Regions from separate parts of the Mus musculus genome. Here region 2 is linked to region 1. Evidence: chromatin contacts called from public promoter capture Hi-C data. All regions are on one chromosome and are shown on one strand. Each heading gives the region's core, a stretch centred on a gene start, on an enhancer-like site or on the middle of the called end of the contact. The rest is flanking DNA. Distances are from core to core; before and after follow the strand shown.

What was found. Promoter capture Hi-C pulls out the DNA fragments that hold promoters and counts their contacts.
Region 2: a promoter capture Hi-C map of second pharyngeal arch cranial neural crest shows a contact between it and region 1. The contact joins the promoter of Best3 here to the promoter of Ptprb in region 1. A contact is called at or near these places in 11 of 39 promoter capture datasets (the C10 cell line, the HPC-7 cell line, cranial neural crest and 7 more) and 3 of 115 datasets of contacts at active chromatin or transcription factors (the NIH/3T3 cell line, extraembryonic endoderm stem cells and pancreatic cancer cells).

Annotation. Positions count from the first base shown.
Region 1 is chr10:116,299,252-116,306,758 of GRCm38.p6, forward strand. Ptprb (protein tyrosine phosphatase, receptor type, B) reads left to right here and starts at 2,123. Exons shown (of 32, transcript NM_029928.2): 1 at 2,123-2,428; 2 at 2,857-3,130. The coding sequence starts at 2,375.
Region 2 is chr10:116,984,030-116,991,445 of GRCm38.p6, forward strand. It overlaps Best3 (bestrophin 3), which reads left to right and starts at 2,285. Exons shown (of 10, transcript NM_001007583.1): 1 at 2,285-2,783; 2 at 4,586-4,753. The coding sequence starts at 4,602. Gm46182 (a long non-coding RNA gene) reads right to left here and starts at 2,734. Exons shown (of 3, transcript XR_001779645.1): 1 at 2,645-2,734; 2 at 849-972; 3 at 1-353.

The sequences.
Region 1 (7,507 bases), core at 873-3,372:
ACTTTAAAACGAACGAAGATAAAGTAACAGAGTAAAATGGTGTGGATGCACCCGCAGCTGAACAAGCTGACCCTTATTGGAATAAGGTTTGCAAAGTTGCTTCCCCACCTGCAATGTTACAGTAGCTCTCTCCATGGAGCCTTTAGAATGTTCTTCGACTGAAGTAGACTGATTTCCCAAATACAGAGAGGTAATGTTGAAGAAGAGTAAGCTGAGAAGAAACATCTCAAGGCAGCTGGTGCTTGTAACGAATCACACTGCTAGAAGCATACCTGCTAGAAGCATACCGCTAATGGCGGTGAGAAGAAACTGAGTCAGGAGGCAGAAAGGAGTGCAGGGCTGAAGATGCAGAGAATGGAAATGTAGCGAGTGAGGCAAGCAACCTGGGTGAAGAAACAGGCAATTCTGCACTTTCCCCGAAGCATGCAGGTGCTTGATGTGCGATGCGTCGGTGTTCGCTGACTTGCAAGGGAGGTCCACGCCTCTGTGTAGCTGCTTCTAACACTGGGGTGTCTGAATGGGGTAAACCTCCATTTTTCATTAAGATATAATGGCAAGCGTGTTTTCTAAAGGAACAGAAGTAATTTTCACTTGTTTCAAATTTTCTACGTTTTCTCAAAGTAGGTCTTAGACATAAGTAGCCAAGAACAGGTTTATCTACTCTGTAATATATGTGTGTGTGTGGGGGGGGGGGATTTATGTCTTATTCCTCCTAGTGATTTGAAATATAGTATAACAATCCATGCAAGATAGTTATTGACAACCACCCTGATTACACCAATTAAAACTTTTGAGTGCTTATTAATGGTCAGGCCAAGAGCAGGCTCACACACCTCTTGAATGTTTCAAGCTCAGGGATATAGCATTTTTAAAAGGCAAAAACCACAAAGATATGTCAAAGTTAGAAGAGGATAAGAGAACCTCAAAATGTTCCTTCCTGCCAGAGCATAGAGGTCATTTTAGTTACAACTTGCCAACTATTTTGCTCAATACATCTGGACCAAAGTCGAGGTATGGAAATCTCAACTATGTTGCCAAGGCAGACATGACAATTATGGGGGTGGAGGACGTGCGGGGGGAGGGGGGGATAAGAACTATCTTAAGCAAACAGTAAATGGAATCCGAACATGACTGCCTTGTCTTGGTTACTTCAGTAGGGTTATGCACCCAAAACCTTACAACTATGAAAGTGGCTGCGATGTTTCGCTATTCTTACCTACATTCCATTAAGCACTTTTGCTGCTCGGATGGAGTTATTTCTAGGACCCACTTCTAGACACATTTCTACAGGGTATGGGACAGTTTCTAATGCGCTTGCAGTTAGTGTGGAAAACACCACAGCTGCTTTGGAAGGCGTAGAAAGAAGCTGGGGTCCTGGAGTGTTTCCCAGTGAACTGAGCTGATAATTGCCTTCTTCTCTCAGGTGGGGCATGGCATGCCCTTCTGGATGGTCAGTGGTGGGATTGCCTGCAGGGGCTAAAGCACATAGGTGATGGATATTTTGTTGTAGCTTCACAGTATTTGCCTGAGATTTAGGGAACACACAGACCTGTGGTACAGAAACGGGCAAGTGGCTGGAGAGATGGCGCTCCTGTTGATGGGCTGGCTCTTGGCGGGTCTTTTCTCTCTGGCTGATGTCAAGAGGATACACATCGTGACAAATGAGTGTTTTGAGGTGAGAAGGACTAAAGCCCTCTAATAAAAGGCTTCAGGAAAGAGTGTGGGCGACCCAGGGAAATGTGCTCGGGTCAAGTTTAAGCCTGGGAAAAAAGAGGTCCTGGAGAAAGATAGGAAGGAAGATAGAGAGGGGGGCTCTGGGTGTGCAGAAGGGAGGGGGGGCTGAAAAGCGAGAGGGCTCAAGCACTATTTACTGGTTGTAGGATAGGGTCAAGGACCACTGAGAAGGAAAAAGTGAGAGTGAAGGAGGAGGTGAAAGCAAGACTTTGCGGCCCAGGAAGGGATTCTTGGCTGGGGGGGCTGGGGTGGCGGCAGAGGGGGCGGGAGGGGTGGCAGCTTGGCTGGCCTCAGGCCCCCTTGGCAGCCTCAGGCGTTGGCTCCTCAGGGCTCCCTCCCTCTCCCGAGCATTGTTCCTTTGCCGGGAGACAAGGAAATTGCCTTTTGATTGCGGAAGTCCCGGACGGGGCTTTGGGGGCGAGGCAGCGCGGGTCAGAATGGCAGCGTGGGAAGGGCCGCGCGCCGCGGGTCCCCGCCGCCTGTCGTGTCCGCTGCCCGCCCGGGGCGGCAGCAGAAGCAGCGGCTGCCACGGCCCTTGAGCATCGCCAGCCCCGAGGGTAGCGCGCTGCGCCCGCCCGCAGGGCGCGCTGAGCGCTCAACAAGTGGTACCCAGAAGTGCCCTGGCTGGCCTCCCAGCGAGATGCTGAGGCATGGAGCCCTAACGGCCTTGTGGATAACACTGAGCGTCGTGCAGGTAAGCAGGCAGAGCAAGGTCTGGGGATGATGCTCCACCCCAGCCAAGAACTGAATATGTCCTGTTGCTGGCCTCCGGGGCTGAGCTGCTAGGAAAAAAGGGACAGAAATCTCTTGCTCCTTCCCTCCTATCTATGGGACAGCCATCTATCCACCCTCTCTGAAACCCTACCATTACCAAACTGACAGCTCTCCCTGCTGTCAAGAAAGCAACCTGTGTCTGCAGCTGTTCCTGGGGGAGGTGGGACAACTAGGGTGAAAGTCTCCTGCCAGCCACTTTCCCCGTGGGCCCTTTCCTGGACTGGAGGATGAGAGGCCAGCTGTAGCTGGACTCCAGGGGTGAGGACAGGTGACTTGGGGAGCTTGCTGCGGACATCTCTAGGCAGTGCAGGCTATGGACTTAATCTGTGCTCTCTGATTCTTTTACAGACTGGAGTGGCAGAGCAAGTGAAATGTAACTTCACACTGTTGGAGTCCAGGGTCTCTAGCTTGTCAGCGTCTATCCAGTGGAGGACTTTCGCGTCACCCTGTAACTTTAGCCTCATCTACAGCAGTGATACCTCGGGGCCCATGTGGTGCCATCCTATTCGGATAGACAACTTTACCTACGGATGTAACCCCAAGGATTTACAAGCAGGGACCGTCTATAACTTCAGGATTGTTTCTCTGGATGGAGAAGAGAGCACTCTGGTCTTACAGACAGGTAAAGTTCACAGGTGTAATGGTCGGCCAGACTGCTCTACGCCGAGCCTTGACTTTTCCTACCGAAACTTTCCTTTGATCTGTAGGCATTTAAAAAGGATATATATACTTATTTATATATTTTATGTATTATATCAAATTTATATATATATTTAGAGAGAGGAATAACCTGTGATGATATTGGACCATGACTTCTAGTTGGCTGAGTTCTGATCAGTGTAGCTTGCTTGACTCTTAAAGAGTCAAGCAAGCTCTAAACAGCAGCTGAATGAACGGCACCTGGAAAGGGGGAGGGGGGACTCAGGGGGAGAGGGGAGGGCAGCAGAGGGAATTTTTTAAATTGATGTAGTTTGAGCTTCCATTACATTAAATTGTCAGACGTCAGATCATTTTAAGTAACTGTTTTGAGAATAAATAAGTTTTGGTGATTAAGGATATGCCTGGTTATATGTATAAGGCGTGAACCAGGACATAAAATCATCAGGAATAGGATAGGGAAAGTTGGAAAAGCCCCTTGAAATGAGGGTGCAAAAAAAAAAAAAAAGATTCTGTATTTTTTGAATTACAAAACAGTAGAGAATATTTTTTTGTTGCTCTGAACTTGGGGTCTGTGATTTTCTCAGCTACTCCTTCCATGTGTGGCTATTCCTTCTGTGTGTGGATGCTAAGAGTCTGTGCCCCTCCACACACATGTCCCATTCTCTTTCTTTCTTTTTTCTTCTTCTTCTTCTTCTTCTTCTTTTTTCTTCCTTTCTTTCTTTTTTTCTTATTTTCCAATACAGGGTTTTTCTGCGTAGCCCTGGCTATCCTGAAACTCACTCTGTAGACCAGGCTGGCCTTGAACTCAGAAATCCGCCTGCCTCTGCCTCCCAAGAGCTGGGATTAAAGGCGTGCGCCACCACTACTTTTCTAACCTGTGAAATGAAAGACTGGACTATGCTTCAGCCCTACTTCTTCCATCTATGGAGACTATCCCAAGCATTTCTCACACTGGTGCCTCCCATTCCCACCAGAACAAAGGTGGTTTCTATGACCGCAGCTCTTTGAAGACCACCTGTCAGAAGGGCAGTGCAAGCAGGGTTGGGAAATTTCAGTGAGTCCTCGGAATGAAAGCCACAATGCCCACTTGGACCCTTGGGCTTACTGCACATGAAACACAGAGGTGATTTCTGAGGTCTAAAGGAACCTTAATTTGCAAAGATAAGCTGCATGTTAAGAATGTGCTTGTGTGTATATGGAGCCAGAAAGAGGAAAATCAGCGACAAAATTAGATGGTTTCCCCGGAGTTGAAACAGCTGGGTTTTCAGTCATTACTTTGCTGGGTTTTGGGAAATTAAAGATGGTTCCATGAATTCCTGTGACTGTAGGATGTTGAACCTTCGACTTCCAGATAGGCTGGAAAGGGTATCACCAACCGTGTGTATTTAGTGGAGCAGAGAGATTGTTTTTGAAGTAGCTGCGTTTTCAGAAGCTTCAGGGAAACCCTTAATCTTTAAGGAGCTTGGAGACAGTTGTTTAACGCAAGAATTTGGCTTCTGGGCAAAAGATCCTAAGCAAAGGTTCACTATAGATGTTAGCATTCTAAAACAAGCCTTGCATTGTTACGCAGGGAGATGCTTCAAGTCCAGAGGCTGTTGGTGAAGCAAAAGAAATATCTATGTTATATTGACTGTTGTGCATGCAAGGGACAGAACCCAGGGTCAGCTTCATACTAGGCAAGCACTGTATAACTGATCGACATCCCAGGCTCATTACTTTTCTTACGGAGGTAGTTTTCCCCATACATTTCCTGAGCTTCAGGATGAGAATTACAGATGGTATTTTCATAATGGTCATTTTCCCGTGCCCGTGTGTACGATGGTGTGATCTTTCTCTTAATTCTTCACGTCTTTAAGATAAAAATTTCATTTAAATACAAAATTTTGAATTAAGATTTTTTAAATATTGTTTTGGGGATGATTCTCGGTGGTGGTTTATTTATATGTAGTACTTTCTAGGTCTTGAAGACATGTAAGTTTTTATTTTGTTAAGAAAAAAAAATGAATTATTCCTCTACACTGACTGCTAAGCTATAGTGATGAGATCCATAAATCATATTTTATTATTACCAAAGCAATGCCAACTGGCACAATATCAACCCAGACAAAGCTTCGGACAAACCAAAGACATCATTCGAAACCTGAGCTCTTTCTTTGCTGCCTTTTACCAATCTTATTGCTCTAGCATGAATCATAACAAAAGCAAGACTTACTCATGAACTGATATCGGGCCCTTGCTTACATGGTCGGGTATGATTTTTGGTGATGGATTTTACTGACAGTCCAAAATATTTGATTATTTTGTCTTGTGTAGATCTGGACTTACAGATTTTTTTTTAAAAATTCAGATAAGTAGTAGCTTAGCAATAGTAAACATTCCATTCCAGATTTCAAATCAGACTTGAAAATTTTGAATTCAAATTTAGGTTAGCAAGTATTCACTGTGCAGGATAGCAAAGGGAACATGGTGGGAGAGAGACTGATGGGTTTATAAAGTCCTAGTACAAAACAATGGCCCCTGAACGTGTAGCCTTCAACAGGCATTTGAGGTTATACTGACAAAGGCACACAGCCTTACACATCATTCCTGAATGAGGACTTTGTCCTGCCCCGTGAGTACCAGGCTGTCATAACCACAAAGAAGATAGTGGGCTATTCTCAAGTGTATCTGCTCATTAACTAGCAATACAACAAGAATGTTGTGAATGTCAAGTTGTGTAGTCCTGAATTTACCAGGAAAAAAGCCCCACAATACCCATACCAAGTGAATAAGTGGGCAGGCTTCAAAGACTGTATTTGTGAAAATTCTGGTTCATTTCACCAGCATTAAGATCCAAAATTCGCTGAGCACATCTTTAATCCTAGCGTTTGGGGAACAGAGGCAGTTGAATCTCTTGTGAGTTTGAGCCTTAGCCTGGTCTACATATCAAGTTCCAGGCCAGCCAGAGCTGCATAAGGAGACACAGTGTGTGTGTGTGTGTGTGTGTGTGTGTGTGTGTGTGTGTGTGTGTGTGTATGTGTGTGTTTAAAGGAGGCTACATCTTTAATTCAGTTCAAGTTTCAGGTTTACAGAAATGTTATGACAGTAGATAGCACACAGATATCTCAGAATTCCCTATTATGGCTGTGTTTGTGGCAGTGAATGAGCCAGTATTATCATGAATAGCCCATCCATAATGAGGTTTCACTCTCTTCGACTTTACCCACCTCCCTTCTCTGGTCCTGTATCCTAATTGGGGTCCTACATGACATTCCTTGTTGCTGATAATCCAGACAGCTTTAAGTATTTAATGCCTTTCTCCCTCTCCCTCCCTCCTTCCCCCCTCCAACTGTCCCCTCCCCCCCCCCCACTCTCCTTCCTCTCCTGCCCTCCTGGTTTTGCTCTATAGCCCAAGGCTGATAGATCTTGCTCTTTAGCCCAAGGCTGATGCTTTTCTTAGGTTTAGCCTGGGGCTCCAGGTTTGGGGTTTTCAGGAGAAAGACCTTGTACAGAGGTCAAGTTCTTCGCAAGTCACACTGAGGCTCTTCCTGTGAACACAACTTGTAACTTTTGATGTTGAACTGTTAGCTGAGGCAGTGATCAGTTTCCAATACATTATCTAGAGGTGGGAAATTTACCTGGGGAGGGAATATTCATCTTGTTAATTCATCTGCTCATCTTGTTAATCTCAGCTACTTATTAATCTTTCTAGAAAAAAAAATGTCCGAAAACCCCCACCCTCAAGTGATCTTAATTATCTTAGCGTGGTGAATTTCTTTGTATGATAAACATTTAGGCACTTCAATTTCCAAGCTACTGCAGCAGCTGCTATTTGCATTCCAAAATGTTATTTATTGTACTGGATTGACTAAGGCTGCCACACCAAAACTTGAGTGATCTAAAAACAAAATTGATTTTTTTTCCCTCACTCCTTGAGGCTAGGATTCCAAGGTCAAAATGTTTATGGGTTTTCTGACCTCCTAGGTTTTTTTCTTAATGTGACAGATCTGTCCATCCATGCATGACTGTGTCCCTCTTCTCTTCTCTTCTCTTCTCTTCTCTTCTCTTCTCTTCTCTTCTCTTCTCTTCTCTTCTCTTCTCTTCTCTTCTTCAAAGGACTATTAGATCCAACCTAATGACCCCAGTTTAATTTACTCACCTATTTAAAGACCACACCTCTCTCAAATACACCCTCATTTCAGGGTTGCAGCTTCACCCTACAAATTAACTATAGCTTTAAGTATAATAAATTATTATTAATATATTATTTCTGAAAACTATCTGTAACTTTCTATCAACAAAATGTTTGGCACAGATTGTCATTTTAAAAAGTTCCTGGTTTCTGTGCTATGTGAAACGA
Region 2 (7,416 bases), core at 1,035-3,534, 680 kb after region 1:
CCATAGCCTTTGGTTTGGCATGGGGTGGAGTTCCCTGTCCAATGGCATGCATCAAACTTTGCACACCTGAAATCCAAGTGACTGACCCAACCAGCTGCCTGGTTTAGAGCCATAGATGCCATCACGGAAGCCCAGGCTGGCTTAGTCCACCAGAGATGGAATAAAGTCCGGGTTCTCAGGACACTTACCATCAGGGAAACTTTACCTGTATGGTAAGAATCATTGTGAGTGTTGTTCACAAATCAACTGAACTGAGATATTCTGTTGTTGAGAAATTGATCAGTCAATGGAACCGGGGGAGACGCTCGGTCGGTAGAACAGTTGCCTTGGAAACGCTGAGTTCAATCCCAAGCCTCCACATGAAAAGCAATCAGGGTGGTGTCTGAGAGTTGGAGACAGGTAGGTCCCTAGGGCTCATGGTGGGCTAGCCTGGCCTACTGGGAGAGTTTTAGGCCACTAAAAGGTTCTGTCTCGAAACAAAACAGTGGACACTATATAAGATAATCCATTTGAATTTTTAAGCTTTGTTTAGCTATGTTGTTTTACTTAAGCTTTGACCTTAGTCATGTCCCCTCTGTATCTAACGGCATGCTCATGTAGGGATTGTCTACCACATCTTTGTAGCAGAAAAAGAACACTATGGGATACCTGGTGGCCTTCACCAACCCACAGTGCTTACACCGCACCTGCAAAGCATGCTGATTTCCTGGTTTTCTGTTAAGGCCACTGCAAATTACGCTGTTTGGGGGCCGCTACACATCTAGCCGGAGCGGGGAGGTATAGAGCCTGCAGTGTTTCCCTTTTGTACACACAAGGGTTTATAGAAGTTCAAATTCCATAACGCTCACCAAATCTGAAAACTGTTTACAATATTGCAGGTCTAACCGCCCACTTTCTCCGCAGTACAGATGTAAGATGTGGCATACGACGTTTGCATTCTGCATGTTCACAAATCCCCCGTGGTACTCAAAGCTGTGGAAGTGTGATAACCAAACAGTAACAAGATCCAGTACCCGTTAATGGAGCCCCAGGGGTGCGATCAGTTAGCACACAATTACTAAATGAATATTCATTATTCACAGGACCCCCGACCTGAAGTTAGCAACAAGAGGAACAGGGACAAATAAGCCAGCAATACAAATAAGCCAGAAAAATTAATCTGTCAGGACTCTAAAGCGCTTGCGGTTTGACCAAGTCGCTCACATGCACATAAGGTTGACTAATTCTTTAGAAATTTGAATTTTATGTATTCCTTTTTAGGGCTGTGGGGGAAGCATCCATTTGCTTATTTGTTTTGAGGCTATCCTGGAACTTACTGAATTGCCCAGGCTACCCTTGAACTCAGGGTAAGTCTCCTGCTTCAACTTTCCCATCAATAGGATTACAGTCATGACCCACCAGGCATAGCCTAGTCTTGATTTTTATAATATTTTATTCTACATGTTTCTCTACAAAAACTATTTTTTGCTATTCTCTTTAAGCTTGTGGTGTAATGACAGGTGGAAAAATTACCTCAGAAAGTTAACAGGGTCTCAGGAAATGACCCTCAGATTAATTAATTAGTCTATCACCTACAGAACTCAGATGAGCAGCCTCTTTTAAGAAAGAAAATATCTATTATTATAAATCTGAAAGAAACCATCTCGAATAACAAGCTTTTCTGGTTAACCATGGGAGAAACATAATAAGACAGAGGGTTACAGTTTTCCACTGCACCAGGCCATCACATAATTCTCTGTGCACTTCTAAAACACACACCACACACACATACACCACACACACACATACCACACTCACATGTACACCACATACTTACCATACAAATATACTCACATCCTACACATACATGCATGCACATATGGATGTGCGTGCACACACATATATAAACCACACACATGTACACACACACATGTACACAATACACATGAACACATACACACCTATACACCATACACATATATACAACACACATGCACTTACATACATACACACACACACACCTATATACCACACACATCTATACACCATACATATCTATACACCATACACATGTACACATACACACCTATATACCACACATGTACATAAATGTACTCATACCCTAGACACACATGCATGCACACACACATATATACCACACATACACATACTACACATGCACATAAATATACTCACATCCTAAACACACACACACACACACACTCTTGCTGCTTTTAATGGAAGAGCATTCTCAAGATCTCTCAGAAGATCAGAATTCTTGCTTTCATTCCTGTCTGCCCCAGTGTATGGCTCCATAAGAATTTATTCTTCATTTCATGCACAAAAAGACTGTCCTAATCCCCTCTTTGGCTACTGGAGTATGTTCAGACCTTTTCAGTAGAAAAAGGCTTTTCTTCCTTGATCCCAGGCCAGAGTTGAAATGAATCTTAACTGGACTTAAATGGCCCAGCATCCTCCCGCCACCGCCGCTGACTTCTTGTTCAAAGGGGTACTTTGGGCGGCAGGTGGAGTTATAATTATAGATTAGAAAAAAGCACCATCAGCAGCTGTCACTTCTGTTTGTCCCCAGCTATAACTGTCATCAGTGGGCAAACTGGCACAGACAGGCCTCTGCAAGTGGAAAAACATTTAACCCTGGACTCACTACACGCTGGATCGCCACAGCAGCAGGAGAACTAGGAGGAAACCCAGCTGGTCACCAGTGAGGGTGGAAGCCGGCACCTCTTCAGGGACGGCAGATCGTTTGAAGATTTCTCTTCCCTTGAGAGACTCCAAAGAAATAGGTTAGTGCGCGAGCCGGCTTCTGCACTTGAACGTGACCTTATGCTTGGTGGGCGTCGGGTTTCGGACAGAGCCTGAACTGAGGGTGAAGGAGTGAATGGAAGAAAAGGGGATTGGTTAGAGGCTGTCCCTTGACGGGGCCTGCCTGGAGAAGAGCTTAGGACATTGCTGTTCTGTTCTCCCCTGTCGCTGAGTTCTCCCGAGGCAGAGAGACAAGGTGGCGATCTCAAAGCGAAGCCTGTTTTAGGGCAGGCACCCCACCCTTCTGTGGTGTCACCTACTGACTTAGGCAAAGGGCCCTGGTTTGTTTAATTAAAATCAACAACCATGGAGGACAAATCAGCACTTTGCTGTTGTTGCTGTGGATACAGCTGCCAGCTCTTACGTCCTTAGAGAAACTGGATAAATCACAGTTGGATATTTGCCTGTCTAAATGAAACATTCTCTTATTTGTGATAGAATGTGTGATATAAATCGCTCTACGGGGGGAAAAAAATATGCTCTAGGGTTTGTTTGGTTGGGTTTTTGTGTGGGTGTGTGTATTATAATTTTGACCTAAAATCTATCAGCCTGTGTTGCTCTGTGAGAAGTTCTTTGTAGTTCCTTTGGAGAAAAGTTAACATTTTAAAGAGATCTCCTTTTGTTTGCATGTGACCTATACTACCCAGTTAGCTGAGTAAGGTTTCCAAACAAAGGTCGGCTTTGAGCCATCTATTCGAAGTCCGATGGCACATCTCAGTGAGAAGCCGAGGCATGCCAGGGAGCTCAAAGAAAACTGGGATTAGGCCCCATTCTCATCCTGCCCACGTCCACGAAATGAATCCAGAACAAGGTGTTCTAAATTACAGACACACTAGGGATGTAGCACACATGAGACAGTGCCTGCCCAGCACACACAAGACTCGGTGCCAAGCAAAACGCTAAGTAAATACTACATACAGTGGCGGTGGTACAGTCCCACAATTCCAGCGCTCACTGGAAATGGAGCAAAAGTTCAAGGCCAGGTTCAAGGTCAATGTGGGATGACCCTGTCTTCCAAAATAAGAAAGAAAAGACTCAGTTTGTTTGTCTCTGATTATTTCATTGAGACTTTCCAAGGGGAAAGTGTAGCCTTTTTAATATCAAGTTTACGGCTCCCTTTGAAAGGTACAGAATTCCGACTGTACACCCTGAGAGCTGCTGAGAGACTCACATCTCAGGAAGATACCCCCACCCCCCGACACACCCAAGTAGCCCATCTGTTAAACTGCTCTGGGGGCCGGGCTTCCTCCTGACAATCGCTCCTGGTTCCTAAGAAGGGATCAATAACTTTTTCCTCTTAGGAAGTTTAAAGGTGAAATCAATATTTCTTTAAGGATTTTAGCAGACACTGGCCCAAACAACGAGTATAGCCACTGCTTTTTAAAAACATCATCAGTTTAGCAAACCAATTTCCTAAATCCTCCTGCGACTAAGAAGTGGCTAGTATGCCTCATGTGCTAATGTTGATTATGTATTGGGCAAAAGCTACAGACTCTAAAATAATGCTTATCGAATGCAGAAATGTCAGGGCTTCTAAAAACAGTCTTTCTAGGGACCATCTTCTTCTCCTTCTGTGTCAGATTTAGTGCCGAGATGCTAGATGGTGATACGGTATTATCTACAAGTTCTAAACTATGAGAGGAGTGCGTGATGCATGGAGGGTGGGTCAGCTGATTAGTTTTTGGCTTTAGTTTCCTTTGGTTAAGAAAGAAAGGGAAAGTGTATGCCTGTGTTGACATCCAACTTTGCTTTTCACTCGTGTTTTGTCTTCTTGCTCTTCTAGAACAAAACCACCCACGATGACTGTCACTTACTCCAGTAAAGTAGCAAATGCAACATTTTTTGGATTTCATAGGTTGCTTCTCAAGTGGAGAGGTAGTATCTACAAGCTGCTGTACAGGGAATTTATTGTTTTTGCTGTTCTTTACACAGCAATCAGTCTGGTGTACAGGTACCTTCGTTTTGCATGTCTCCTTAAATGGCCCCCCCAGGCATTATGTAAGAATACAGTCTCAAAAACTGGATCCCCTTGGTTGCCGCTAGCCTCTGCATTATGTAACAATCTCCCCACCCCTCCCCACCCCCCGCATGAACCTCTCTGGCGTCCTCTCTTCAGGATAGGGTATTTTAATCCACACCTAACCACGTATTTGGAGCAATTGACAGCCACCGTTCAGACAATGGGCTCTAATTCCAGCCCCACAGAGATGGATCCCGATGAGGTATCAGCCTAGCTGCTTTAAGTGTCAACTGAAAGTTTTATGCTGACATCCTCATCGGTGTGCCGATTAACGGCCAAAGCCCACAGACAAATGCTTTTGTGTTTCTCTCAGTGATGTCATGTGGAGTTTGAACATGTGATCTGACAGCTTACTGCAACTCTACGTGGAGTTAACATATGGGTGAATAGAATTTACCAGACAGCTTTCCTTCCTGTAGTCTGGATGGTAAGCTCTGACCTGGGATGATGTCCTCCAACCTCACCAAAGAACTAAGGCCTGAGGAATAATTTGTTCTCTTTATGTCTTCTGATTTCAGGATGTCACATTTGCAAGAGAAGGTATCTATTCTTTATAACACGGGTACCTGTCAGGTTCATACTTTGAGGGCTAGCATATCCACCTCTCCCAACTGAAAAGTATTGTCTTAGTAACATTTCATCACTGTGATTAAAAAAAAATGAAGCTTTAGGAGTTAATAAACTAAAACTGAATTACATTGGAGGAAGCTAAAAGGAAAGCCTAAGATTTTCAAGGCTGTATTTCCACCTTAGCTAGGTATAAAATTTTTTCTTCCATCGAAGGTGAACTAACTGTGAGTCACAGTCTCACCTACATCCTTCTTTGAAACTATGAGACTCCACTTGGAGAGGAGAGGTATTCATTTAGTTGGCTGATCATTTCCAAAAGCAAACTGTGAACAACTATCTTGTTCACAACAACCCATCAGTACTTCCAGCCCAAAGATGAGGATGTAGCTCAGTTGGTACAATGCCTGCCTAGCAAGCACAAAACCCTGAACTCAATCCCCAGGCACTGATAGCACACACCTGTAATCCCAGTATTGAGGCAATGGAGACAGGAGGATCCTGTTCAAGATAACTTGCTGCTTGAGTTATAAGAAACTCTGTCAAAAAAAAAAAAGACAGAACACTATCATTCCATACCAGTATACATATTAGAACAGATTTTGTGGGACTAAGGAATTAGCTCAGTGGTAGAATGCTTTGCCTAGCAACTGGCAGGCTCTGGGTTCAGTCCCCAGTTCAAAAATAATCAGAACAAAAAACACCAAGGCAAAAATCGCAAGAATAGATTTTTGTCAAATATTCTTAGAGACGTCTGATATCTTTCAGATATCTCCTATATTACCTTAACAGTTCACTTATCTGTTCCTTGAACCTTCAGAGTATGACATGGTGGCAGATTAGTGGTGTTCCAGTATCACTATCTCATCAGTTCATTCTTCACTAATGTGAGTTTACTGCTGCTACTGCTGTTTAGAAGAGAGAAGCCCCAAGAGCAACTGCTATATCCCTGGAAATGCTCCAATATCAAACTTACACCCCAAAACTCTACACAGATTTTTGTCTTTCCAAAGATCAAAGAGTACAAACATTCGCAGCAATCACTTTAACTTGCTTTTTTCTTCTTTTTTAAAAAAGTCTCATTGTAAATTCTTATAAAAGCAGATCCTTTTTATCTTAAATATTTACCAAGAACTGTTGGATTCATAGGTCTCCAAAATCAAGCAGACCTGAAAATATAACCATAGTTTGTGCTTTGCCTGGTATTGACTTTGAGTTTAACTCTTCCAGTTTGGAGGAATTTGACATAATACTCTCTGTGGTATTTTCTAGATAAGAATATCCACATATATCTGTCCAATTAGCATCAATACCACCCATTTTGGTGCTACGTTTGAAGATATACAGTTGCCTTACAGTTATTTATGTAATTGATATTTCTGGTCTTTACAACACCATAAACTAAAAAGAACCCTGAGACTCCTAGAGCTTTGACAATATCCCCAAGTCTAAATCTATGACAAACCTGTTCTATACCTTGGCCTGGCCCAGCTGATCCCAGGAGCTGTGCTTTCTACACTGAATACTTTAATGTGCATAATTAAATACTTTATGTATCAGAAAGCCGCTCTGTGACTTGTTATCAACAGGACCCTCCCTGATTCCACGAACTTGATCGCCTCACCCAAAGCTGACACAAGAACTCCCCACAACCCCTATACCTCAAATTCTTTATTCACCAAGACCAGCCTGACAGTCCTCTGCCTGCAGCCCCCGTGGCTGGACACTGCTCCTCTTCTATCAGCATTCCACTCACGGGCGGGAACTTTTGAGACTTGTTCCGATAGGTTTTTTCTTAGATTTCTTGTTCTTTAGATGAACTGAACTATTAATCTATGCAAATTCATATGTAGCCTCTCTTTCCACATCCTGGTAATTATTATTAATGTGTCTTTAGATTCCTTCTGGCTCTGAATTCCCTCCCTGAAACATAATAACGGTCTCATTATGGGCAGGTGTGTTTAGCAATCTCAGAAAATAAGTTTGGGGAGGTAAAGTCAGATCTACAGGAAAGGTTTTGATATTTG